2 separate regions of the Mus musculus genome follow, and region 1 is linked to region 2. Evidence: chromatin contacts called from public Hi-C data. All regions are on one chromosome and are shown on one strand. The core of a region is the stretch at or near the end of the contact, and the rest is flanking DNA. Distances in the headings are between cores, read along the strand shown. Region 1 has its middle 14 kb from the start of Gm30365. Region 2 overlaps 4930431P22Rik (RIKEN cDNA 4930431P22 gene).

Region 1 (5,842 bases), core at 1,515-4,014, 86 kb before region 2:
CAGGGAATATCCATCCCAGAAGTCATGTTTAGGGTGAGGGAAGCCTCATCCACTTATTCCATACAACTGCCCTTCCATTTTGGACACAGAATGGCCCTTCCCTCTGGTGTTCCTGTTATGATTTGGATGTAAAAATGTCCCCCACAGGCTCATGGGATGAAACCACTTAGTCCTCAACTGGCGCCACCACCTTGGAGTGCTGTGGAGCCTTTGGGAAGTCTGGCCTAGCTGTAGGAAGTGGGTCGTGGGGCTTTGAGGATGATGGCTCTATCCTGCTTCCAGTGCAGTTCTCTCTGTTTCCTTAACCACTGAGATGTAAGCAAATCATCTCACACATCATCTGCCACAGCGAGCAGCATCTTCCACCATGCTTTCCTTACAATAGTAGAATGAATGCTCCCAAATCATGAAACGAACTATATATATACATATATGTATATACATTTGTGTGTATGTCTATATATGTATGTATATGTGTATATGTATAGGCATACCTGTGTGTGTGTCCGTTCTGCCTTGATGGGCTTCTTTGAGTATTTTATCATGGTGATGAGAAAAGTAATACACCTCATATGTTGTTCATCACAGCTGATATTACTTGGATTGTTCTTATATCTAAAAGAGAGTTGCTCATTTCTCCCACTTCAGTCTCTGAATGTCAACAGAGACTAATGTCTGTTGATGGTTTCAGCTAACTCCTTACTGGTGATAAGATCCCTCGGTTTGTTCTTGCGACTTGATTTCTCATGTGGATATACTGCCGTCATCTACTTAAAATGTGATTGTTAAGTCATAGGCAATAATAACTTCAGATTACAGGTCTAACTTGGTATTAATACCATGATGATTTGATGATTTGCTCCTTAAACATCTTTTTATAAAAGTTGTATTTAGAGTTAAAATCAATGTAAAGGAATAGTTTGCCTACTTTTCCATGAAACAGATTAGCTTTTCATCAAGCCAGCTCCTTGTCTAATAGCATCATTGAAATCTAGATGAACATTAAAATTCAGCAATGTAAAGGTTAAACAGACAATAAAGAAAGAAAAGGGGTGGGGTAGTATCTTAAAGCAAGAAAATTCAGGGAGGGAAGCTGGCATTATAGGGTGCTTGCCCCTCTGACATCATGATGCTCAGAGAAGTAAATTATTCCTCAGAGTCCAAGCCAGATAAGAGAAAAAACAGTGAGCATTTTAATTTCCAAGTCAATATGCTCAAAGAACTACAGATGAGGTGGAAGCAAACTGAAAACTGGCAAGTCTTCACACAGAAATAGCTTGGCTTCTCCCAGTTCCCCAGGGAATGAGGGCTGCAGGCTCTTGCTCTAATCACCAACCAAAAGAAAAACAGAGAAGATATATCATCAGGACCACTATAATTGTACCAGCCCCTTTTTTTCTATTGGAAACTACTAGGCATGGCCAAAGACAAGAGCAAGTAATTGAAAAAATCAAGAAATAATAGAAGTAAGCAACCTTATATTGGGGTTACCACAAAAAACTTCCACGACACAACTGATGGCAAGCTGAAGAATTTCACCAGGAAATCAGAATCTTTAACAAATATAATATAGTTTGTCCTAAAACAAGAAGCTGTGTATGTGTTTGTCTGTCTGCACATGTGAGTCCAGGTGCCCTCAGAGGCTGGAGCGGTCAGATGCCTCTGGAGTTGGAATTAGAGGCACTACTGAGCCACCTGATGTGACGGCTGCGATCCATAGTCTGCGATAGCAGTATGTGGTGCTCTAAACCTCTGAGCCAACTCTCTAGTGTCTGTAATGAAACTCTTAGACTTAAGTAATAGGATAGATTAGACTACTAAGAGATGAGTTCCACAAGATAGCAAACAGCAGCAGAGAGGATTAGTGAACACGAATGGAGGCAGAATGAGAGGAGATTCGGACTTAGGCACACAGGGTGGAGGAGCGTAAAGAATGCCGCCAAGTGCGAGCAATGGTCATGGCTGGGTGTGCAGACATACGGAGGTGAGGAAAGACAACAGAGACACGGGCAGAAGACAGAAGGGCTGAAGAGTTCCAAAATCTAATGAAACAGGTCAACTCACACATTGGAGAAACTTTAAGAACTTGGGGAAGAGTTGATACAAACAACAACAACAAAGCAGTATGTTGCTCAAAGATAAAAGCACTGACAAGCAACTAGAAGAACCAAATCTCTATTACTTTCAAAGTAACTACCATAAATCTATTGCTTCTCAGCATAAATAATGACAGTAAAAACAAAAGAAAAGAAAAGAGAAACAGAAACCAAAGCCAGTCAACGAACCAGACAACCAGCCAAAGCCTGTGCACACGTTCCCCTTCTCCAGGAGCACAGTCCCTTACTTTGAAGACATAACTAGATTAACATGACCCCTGCTCTAAGGATGACAGTGACATAAAGCAGGGTGTCTTCTCAGCCTGCTCAACAATCCATGTCTGGAGAAGTTGTCAGCCCAAGGGGAAAGCTGTTGCTTAACTAAAGTGATATAGTACCGGTCTGTCTTCCAAGTGTGTCTGTTTATAGCTACCCCAGCCACAGCTGTAGTCAGAAAAGCCTCTTTCCAATGAATGGGTGAATATGGAGACTTACAGCTACCCAAAATGGTGAGACTGTTGGGGACAAGGCCCCAGGCCAGACATTTTTTTTACCACCAGGACTCAGGGAACGTTGTGGAAGAGGGATCCTGAAGAACTGAAGACGAGGATGGCAGAGGAGTTACAATATACTCTCCCCGAAGCATGAGAAGCGTGAAATACCACCGACGGAAGCACCAAGCCACAGCAGCCTTGGTTGCTTGCACAAGACTGGCTTATCAGCAGGTCACAGTGGAGGAAGGACTGACTCCTGGCACCCTCTGTCTTCCTGCTGCCCTATTGACTACTGACCGATTGTGGGATGGGGGAGCTTACTGCTTTGAGTTCTGTGTCCAATGCCAAGCCCACCAAGCTACAATGGATAGCTCCAAACCCAGGGTCCAGAGAATGTCCTATTGAAACTCAGCAGATAATCATGCACATAGAGAGGAATGTGAGAAAGATGTTTGTAGAGATGGGGGTGGGGAGTAGAGGAAGATAAACAGAAGTGGCTTGAAAAGAGTTAAGGGAGTGGGGGGCTGAGAGTCGTGTGTATACAAATAGTACGTGTGTGAAGCCGTCAAAGAACCAATGAATTATAAGAATAACATAGTAGCATCTGTAAAGTGCTAGGGTAAAATCAGTGCCAACATAGAATTCTATATTGGTTCAGAATATTCTTCAAATATCAAAAACAACAAAAATGTTTTCACAGAAACAACAAAAAAATTAACTACCTGCAAAACTACACAATAATATCTTTAAAATAATTCAAAAAGCAAAAATGTTATTTTAAATGAAATCAAGAGTTGAGAGGGTAGTAGAGACAGAGAAATGGAGAAAGGGAGAGAGGGGGGAAGGGGGAGAGAGGGGAAAGGGGGAGAGAGAGAGAGAGAGAAAGAGAGAGAGAGAGAGAGGCTAGCCATGAGCACATGGAGAAACGGGGAGGGGAATGAGGAGAGAGGGGAAGGGGCTAGAGGACAGAGCAAGAGAGAAGAGAGGCAGGGGGAGGGGGGACAAGCAGCCTCTTTTATAGTGAATCAGGCACACCTGGCTGTTGCCAGGTAACTGTGGGGCGGAGCCTAGACAAAATGGCAACACAGGAAGCAAACAGTTCTGCATAAGCATGCATATAAGCATATTGACTATAATAAAGTCACAATGTGATAATAATTCGGAGTATAAAATACAAGTTGACTTTACATCTACACTAGCATAGAAGGCTCTAGTGAATGGGCGGGGTGTAACACTAACATATCCAGTATATAGATACTAATATTATACTATGTAAATGGTAATACATCTAGTATAGAGATTCCTAAACCACTCATATAATAACTAATGTATTAGTAGGAGGTTTAAAATAATACTTGACTACTTCAAAAATGCAAGAAACAGAAAACAAAGGACCGATGGATCAATTAAGAATGATTATGATTATGATAGTAGGGAAACAAGCTAACTGCTGGTTGTAGTTTCTACATGGCACATAGCCCCACGCGGTGACCCAGTGCCTTCCAGTCTTATAAAGCTCTGTAACCTTTTCACAAAGTCTCCTAGCTGAGACTTTCCTGGGCACAGGCAGGCTAGAAGGGTGTGGTCTCCTCTGCTTTCCGTTTCCTCCACGTGATCTGATCTTTACCTTTTTCAGCTGGAAAGCAACAAAAGTAAAACCCTTCAATCTTCCGCTGGGGCGGGGCCGGGGCGGGGCCGGGGCGGGGCCGGGGCGGGGTCAGGAGGGGCTTCTATGCAAAAGATTAAAGAGCTAAATAAAAGAAAATAGTTGATAATCCTCCAATTTTCCAGGCAGGCCTCCGTTCTTCCTCACACAAAATTGAGGATGGCTCCTAGCCTCCCATTACTTTCGCTACTTCCAGTGAAACATTTCCCACGCTGTCACTCGTCCTTGCTCTGCTCTTTTTACATAAGAAGGAAAGAGGGTAAAAAAATAGAAAAGGTGTGAGGATAAGACATCTGTTGGTCACCCCCCTACATGGCTTTGTTTACTAGTCCTCCAAATTCCTTGACAGACCCTACCACACAGCAGCTCCATTTTGTTGACACCAGCCACATGCCATTAAACCCTCAATGTTAACAACTCCTGCAATGGAAAATCACAAAATAGAAAGCTTGGGAATTGCATAGATAACAGCGTTCTTAAACATGAGGGCCTTTTCTGATGCAGCCTTTTGAAATGAGTCTAGAATCGGCAGGAATTCTTCACTGACTTATGTCCTGGAGAGTCGTGAACCCCTTGGAAGTAACCCAAATTATCCTGAGAGGTGAAAATACTAAAAGTAGGGTGGTCAGATGTCCTGGCTGGCCAGCCGAAGACAGGCCTATGTTATGCCTGTGGTTCTGGGTTCGTTATGAACAGTTCTTTCTCTCAAAAGCTCTGGCTACTTTTATAACGGATTTTATGGCCATCCTAATTAAACATCAGTCTAGCTGATGAAGCAATAGAAAAGCTACATGGTGGACTGTCATTTGGATGTCCAAGATGCATCTTGTCAATGTTCATCCATGTGCAATAAGCTGGCCCCCTGGTTGACTTGGCCAGCTGGAGTCTTGGTTTAACTATCCCAGACAATTCTAAGCCAGACTTCTCAGCTCTAGCGTTGCAAACTCTAAAGGCAACTGACCCCTCCCAGAGCATTCACAAGTCGCCCAACAAGCCAAAAGAAGCAAACTTGGACTTGGCATTTGATCCTTTCCTCCTTTTGTTATCAAGGCCTGTGCCGTTTGGTACCATGCCCACTTGTGTAGCTTGCAGTGGGAGCTTGGAGCAGGACTAATTTGAACTGAGATGCACTCAACATAGAAAATGCATACTAGATTCAGAAGTTGGTACAAAGAAGTGCAAACCATGCCATTAATGAATTTCCTACTGAATAGATTTCAAAATTGTGATGTTTTAGATATGGTTTAAATAAACTAGGTTCTTAAATTTGACTTTTACGTCTAATTTTAGACTTTAAACTTTTATGTGTGTCCACTAGAAACTTAAGCTTACCAACATGGCTTGAATTGCTTCGTCATAGACAGCACTGATCCAGCACTTTGAGGTTTTCACCCAGAAAAAAAAATTACAGAGCTGAAATTAAGACAAAATTTACTTTATTTCAGGCTGCTCTTTGGCAATATTTCTTGTTTTATTTTTGTCACAGCCCTGCTAACACTTCTAGATAACAAGTATTAATGATCTACTGCACAATTAGGAACTCCATAAACATTAATGAAATTCTCCTCACCGAGGGCAATTGATGG
Region 2 (6,304 bases), core at 268-2,767:
GTTTGGGATATTTATCCACCATTCAAGTCTGTGCTTTGAACGGGAGCTGATGACATCTACGGTCCGAGGTTAGACTCTTAGATGCACTCGCTCCACCCTACAGTGGGTTTCCATGCACTGTTGTTAGATGTGTGGGGACCCTAGTGCAAGGCTCTGTTTAGGGAAAAAGTGATTAGACCATCTCAAAGTCACAGGCAGCTGCTGGACCAAGAGAAACACAAAGAACGTGCTGTAGTACCCTATCGGGGGCCCCCAGAACCTCTGCTTCATTGAAGAGGGGTGGCTTAGATGTGGACGGGCTCCATTTTCAGAATGGACTCGTGTACAACCGAGGCATAAATCACCTCAAATCAGCATTCAGAGCAAACAGGCGACAGCTTTTCATTGCTGCTGCAATTCCCTAAGCAAGACGCCTGTCCAATTAGAGGATAATTATTGCTCCAGTCGGGATGGAGAAGTGTCAGGAGGAGGAGACCAGCAGAAGTGGTGGTGGAGCTGGTAATGTATTAGATGCCAAGTGCCTGCTTTCTGTCTCCAGACCTTTGTGAGGGAAACAGAGATGCTTCAAGCACATCCCCAGGGAACTACAGGGTGGAGGATCCGGGGACGTGGCTACCTTTTATCTCCTCTGGTTCAATCTTTTTCAAACCTCTTGGCTCTGAGAGCATCTTCCTCTGGAATGGTTTGTACTAAAAAAGGGACCAGAACCCCTTAAGGCCTGGCAAATGCTTGGATATTCTCTGAACCTCTGGGTCTGGGTCTAGGGCAGATTATCTCCATATATAGCTCTGGTTGGCATTCTCCCAAATTTTTCTGGAGCTTTAACCTTGACTGTTTATATTCTGTGATGATCTCTCCAACCCCCCAACACACTCCCACCCCTAACCCCACCCCAGGCTCTCCTTTCTGAAGATCACACTCATATGACTTAAAAGTGTATGACTTAAAAGTGACATAAACAAATTAAAATTCATCATAAAAGTGAATCCCCATTTCACAGGCAAGAACCGTGAGGCTGAAGGGCTTTCAGTAGGACTTGGAACACCCAGGTCTCCGCGCATCCAGCAAAGTTCTCTTGTACTGCCTCTGCTCAAAGAAACTGAAGGTTTCATCCCAAGCTAGCACACAGCAGAGAACAAAGACTAGAAACCAGACAAGTACTTGAAGACAAAAGATCATTTCCCTCTCCCTCAGTCGGGAGCCTTAAAGAGAGGAGGTATCAACCACACATTGGCTTGGTTTGCACGCTGCCTCCAATTCAAACTGGATAGAGTGACAAATGGCTTTGGTGCCTCTCAAAGCCTTATAGGTGGCAATGGCCACTCCTCTGTGTAGTTACCCTCTGTGAGTGACTTTTCCTTCTCTCCCACCCCCCTACCCTCTGTTTGCTCCCTCCTCCCTTCCTTTCCCTCCTGTTGACTTTTTCTCTCTCCCTACAATCAGTTCCAGGCGCTGCTTAGCATCTGCTACTCTGGCTCCATCTAGAAAGCTTTCTTCCTCCTCTGCGCCTTGGCTGGTTGGAACCCAGCCTCCAGTGTGGACAGCCAGGCCCAGTCTTTCTCTGTGTTTCTCTGTGTGTGGACTGCTGCATTCCGCACCAGAAGTCAGGTGGGCCGCGCCAGCACTTCACTTGTGGGTCATAATCAAGACAGGCCCAGCAGAGAGAGATTATTGTTCCTCTTTATACTTTAAGCAGAAAACCGAACCAGACATTTCAGCTTTGGCCAGCCCCCACAGAAGGACTGAAAATGGTGGCTGGACTGCTTGCACACTTGTCTCAGAGAGAACAGAATGAGGACGAGTGGGGGGTGGGGGAACAACAGCACTGTTTTGGGGTTTTTGTTTTGTTTTTCTAGGATGGGCAGGAAAACCTCTGCCCAGCTCAGCACCCCCGCCCCGCCGCGCCCCCCTGCCCCAGCCCCGCCCCCCACCCCAGCCCTGCCCCCGCAGTGGTTCAGGGTTACCGAAGACTGGCCCACAGGAGAAAAAGACAGAAGTGCTCAAAGTCAAGGCAGAGAGTGTGATCTTCAGAAAGGAAGCCCCAGTGGTCTCTGGGTGGAACATATGACTGGGATTCTCAGATCTGAAGGGACAGGGAGCCAGCACAAGAGGGAGGTGTCGGAAGTGCGAAATCAGCTGAATACTCACTGTGTTTAAAATGTCAAGAACAAGACAGGGAGGAAAGGGGAGGGGGAGGGTGCCTTTTGGTTTGTGGGAGGCAGGTTACAAAATGCTCGAAACACGCATTCTTGTGTCTGCCTGTTACAAGTTCAATCTGCAGGCCGCTGGGAGCCAGGGAACAGAGGAGCTTGAGCGCAGCCCACTGAGCTCTGCCTCCACCTTCTTGGGCTCTGGAGGAGTCTCCCTCCCACTACTGCATCAAGAGCTTGTTAGAACATCAGACACACCCAATGCAAGCGAGATCTCAAAGAGCCGGCTAAAAGGCTGCATGGCATTGTGAAGTGCTCAGGAAAGTGGAAGTCTCTTAGTTTAGTTTAGTGGCCTTTCTCTTAGTTTTGCTTCTAAAATGTGACTCTGGGGATGGGGTGGGGGGGTGTAGGGAGAAAGCAACTGAGGCTCAGTCCCACAAGAAACACCCCCACCCCCACCTCCATCCCCAGAGATCCAGGCAAACTCATCCGTAAGGTATTGATCATCAGAAAAGCAGAATACATTTTACCTGTAGCATCCCTCACTGGCACATCATTAACTCAGGGTGCATCCTGCGTTAAAGGGGCTCAGCACACACCTGTATAGGCCAGAGAGCACTGCCTGACTGCATGCAGAAGTGTCCATGAAGCTGCTCATGAGATCCAGAGGGCTCTGCTCCAATAGATCAATTTGTCCCAGCCATCACAGTTGAGACTGTTCCCCTCTCTCCTGTCTCGGTGTGAGTGTATGCGTGTGCAAGCATGTGCGTGTGTGCACAAGAGCAGGTGCACAATTCAGACAACTTCTTTCATTTGTACTCCCCAACTACAGCCTTAAACCTTGAACCCCTGGTGACTTCAGCCATACTGGGCAAGGCAACTTAGCTTTGTCACAGGAACAAGTGGAAAGAGCCTCCGGATGTCTAACCGCTCTGGTGTAAATCCTTGCCAGCTTCCTACCCTGCCCATTGGCTGCTCGAGCTTAAGCCAGAATGAAGAGGAAAAGGGACAATTGCAAGCTATGCAGCAGAATTCAGGAATTTTTGAAGTGTCTGGTGTCAAGTTGAAGATGATGCTGAAATAGTTAACGAACCTTCCAGAAATGTTCTTTCCCTCTAACACTGAGTTTGTATACCCAGAAGCACTTGCACCCCTAAGGGATGTTCCTTCCAGAGCCTTCTCCTGGCCACCCATGGACTCAGGCATTAGTTTCAGATCCTAAGACAGGAATCTTTCTCGTCACTTTTCAAAGCTCTGCTTTCTCTCCCTCACTGGTTCTTGTTATTTGGGAGACGTTGGGTCACCCTGTCTGTCACTCTGTCCACAGAACATCCTCTAGTCTAAGAGACACTAGACCTTTGTTTACAATAGGCGGGTCAGAAGGAGTGGGGGGGGGGGGTGGCGGGACCAGATCACTCTGAAGCACACAAGAAATCCATTTGCCCACAGAGCAGGCTTTCCCACTTCTGAATGTGTGCTGGCCCCGCTAGTCTCGGGCAAGCAACAGTTTCTGGACTTGCTATACACAGCAGTGACTGTAGCAATACATCTTCCCTAAAATATTAGTAAAGAATGAGAAGGGTATCCGCCATGTGGTTAGTATGTGTCACTGATGTCTTCAGAGACGCAAGTGGTTAGCCATCCGTCTCCAGCCAAACCAGGCGTGCTCTCATGAGGAGGGAGGACGGAAAGATAAAGACAGTGCCCGAGGCTTCAACGACTGCCTGATCTACTCAAGGTTGTCACAGTGGTAACAATAGCCATTGTAGTGTGCACTGCAGGCCCAGGGGAGGCCCATGGGGTTGCCTAGCCCGTCTATACAGAAACAGAAAGAAAATCTCTCATCACCTAGTTAGATAAAATAAAGGCAAAGCGCATTGGTATATAGGCCCATTGCTGGTGGGGGCTTGGGGGAGATGCCACACTTCTCTCAGGATAAATCCCCACATCAACCTAAAGAGCAGTCAGGGAGAGAAGCCACTTCCCTCTCTATCTTCTGAGCCAAATGCTAGCCTCCTGCGGGAACAGGGCTGTTCTTGGCTCTTATCTGTCAACACGGGGGCGAGGGATCCAAACAGGATGCCCGAGGAAAGAATCTAGAAGAACTTCAAAAGGCGAAGACACAGCAACAATAAAAAAAAGGGAACAGGGCCAGGAACAAAGACTAAATGTACCGGGGTAGGTAGCACCTTCGTTCATAAAAATAGGGATGAGTGGATGTCCCAAGTGGAGCTGGGTCTTTGACAGCATTCCAGGACTGAGAAGATGGGCCCTGCCCAGTGGGAGCCAGGGTGTCCCCTGAAGGCCCAGGCCCCAGCTCTCTGCCATCTTGCTTGAATCCTGAAGGATTTACCCAAGTCAGCGGGCCTTCATTTTGCAAGACGAAGGCTCTTCCTTTGAACAGCCTAGAACAGACGTGCAGAAATTGGCTGAAGAGAATATTCTCTGAGCTCCACCTTTAATCACACTGAAACTGCCTCCAGGGCATTGTGGCATCAAGTTTGACAAACCACAGCATAATCTGGCAAAGGAAACCAATAATTGTCCAATACCAGGCCACCACTGTTCCTTGTAGGGTAAAACTCCCGATCAGTCTGAAACACCAGTTATCCTCAGCTCTTCAAACCTAATCCCCTCAAGCTCCTTGATCCACAGAACTTGCGTAAAGATACTTAGGCTCCACGCTTGCTAGAGCAAAGTCAGAGGACACACCACCCCTCCAGCCAACGGCAACACTGTGTGAATCACAAGGCAGTCATGGCCACTCTGCCTCAATTTTGCGATCCTTGAGTCATAGAAGACTCATCTCTTCGAATGTCCGTCATTCACGCAAGCGTCTTTCTCCAGGTGGCCCGGGGCGGTTTCCAAGCTGCTGGCTCATCCCCTGTCATGTCACTTGAAAGGAGAACAAAAGGCTGGAAAACAGGAAGGTCATTTTTTTTAAAAATGGGGAAACTGAGGCTCCAAGAAGCCCTAGAGTGAAATGTGTAGACATTTCTGAGTCAGACATGCTCAAAGAACCAAAACAAGTTCTAACTCCTAAATGGACTATTTTCTTGGTTAATTTTATAAAGCTTTTATGACAAGGTGTTTTGATGCAGCAAACTCAGAACAGGCGAAGCCAAAACATATACTCACTGCCTCTTGTGTAACCATTTTCTCACCGTTTCCTCCATCTCTTCCCTCGCAAGCAGATCTGATTGGCTCTGTTTCTTTTACTTTATAGGCTCCTGTTTTCCTGTGGGCTGGATATGCTCCCATCTGACAGGCACGTTACCCCTTGTGCTTACATTGTTTTAACCATTACCTGGCTCTTGATAGTCTCTGATTTTGGAGTTCTACCACCCATTCCCTCCCCTGTCCCTGAACTATATATACCCTTGACTCCTGAACATGGAGGTTGACAATTAGTGGAGATCAAGCTTCACAAGTGGAGTGTAAAATGTCCACTTTATTCGTTTGCTTTTTTAAAAAATGGCATTTATCAGCTAAATCAAAATACTTGCACATCCAAATAGCCACTGTAATTAGGCTCTATTAAAATAGCTGCCTCCAAAGAACAGAGATCGTTGGTGTCACCCGTTCTGGCACCTGACTGGACCGTCTTTCCCAAGGCCTTCTGTTCTGCTGTATGCTGGTGTGTAGCTCATCAAAGGAGACGTGAGCGTCAGGGCTGCTTTTCACCCTGCTATTCCAAGCGAGGACTACGTAGGTGTCACAAATGAAGCTCACACGGAAGCAGAATAGGACACTAGTGGCACAGCCACGTGTCTCTGCCTCCCTGTAATGCAGCCTGGCTGGCATCGGCCTTCCGCCAACCCCTTTGCTGCCCCTATCCACCCACGAGCTCTTGTTGGGTCAGAAATGAGATTCTTTGACAGTGCCTGCCTGCCAGACAGACAGCCGATGCTGGGATGTAGAAAGCAAAAGCAAAAGCTGCTTTCTAAATTAAGCCTGGGCTCATTTATAAAAATAAATAGCCACAGCCTAGCAACGTGCTCGCAGCTTAGCTTTCTTCTGTTATGAAACCGCCATGGCTGGGGCCCAGGATGACAGAGTCAGAACAGGACCCCCACACCCTGACTCCTCCCATGTGTAGTAGTCATCCTGGGGAGTGCTGACAGTGGCCCTTGGAGAGCCTTGCTCTTCATTCA

What was found. Hi-C and Micro-C count contacts between places; a contact is called where the count stands out from the background.
Region 1: a contact with region 2 is called in a Hi-C map of the N1E-115 cell line, with 5 times the contacts expected there. The contact joins two enhancer-like sites. A contact is called at or near these places in 11 of 484 Hi-C or Micro-C datasets (the N1E-115 cell line, bone marrow-derived dendritic cells, bone marrow-derived macrophages and 8 more) and 3 of 115 datasets of contacts at active chromatin or transcription factors (astrocytes and embryonic stem cells).

Annotation. Positions count from the first base shown.
Region 1 is chr14:76,848,628-76,854,469 of GRCm38.p6, reverse strand. No RefSeq gene overlaps it. Among named protein-coding and RNA genes, the nearest start is that of Gm30365, 14 kb to the right of the region's middle. Within about 2 kb of position 2,764, at least 61 of the 459 cell types and tissues checked have an H3K27ac peak or open chromatin away from gene starts, as enhancers often do. A contact at or near this core is called in the N1E-115 cell line, where this site is marked.
Region 2 is chr14:76,760,509-76,766,812 of GRCm38.p6, reverse strand. 4930431P22Rik (RIKEN cDNA 4930431P22 gene) reads right to left here. Exons shown (of 2, transcript NR_153763.1): 2 at 4,598-5,065. Among named protein-coding and RNA genes, the nearest start is that of 4930431P22Rik, 3.5 kb to the right of the region's middle. Within about 2 kb of position 1,517, at least 105 of the 459 cell types and tissues checked have an H3K27ac peak or open chromatin away from gene starts, as enhancers often do. A contact at or near this core is called in the N1E-115 cell line, where this site is marked.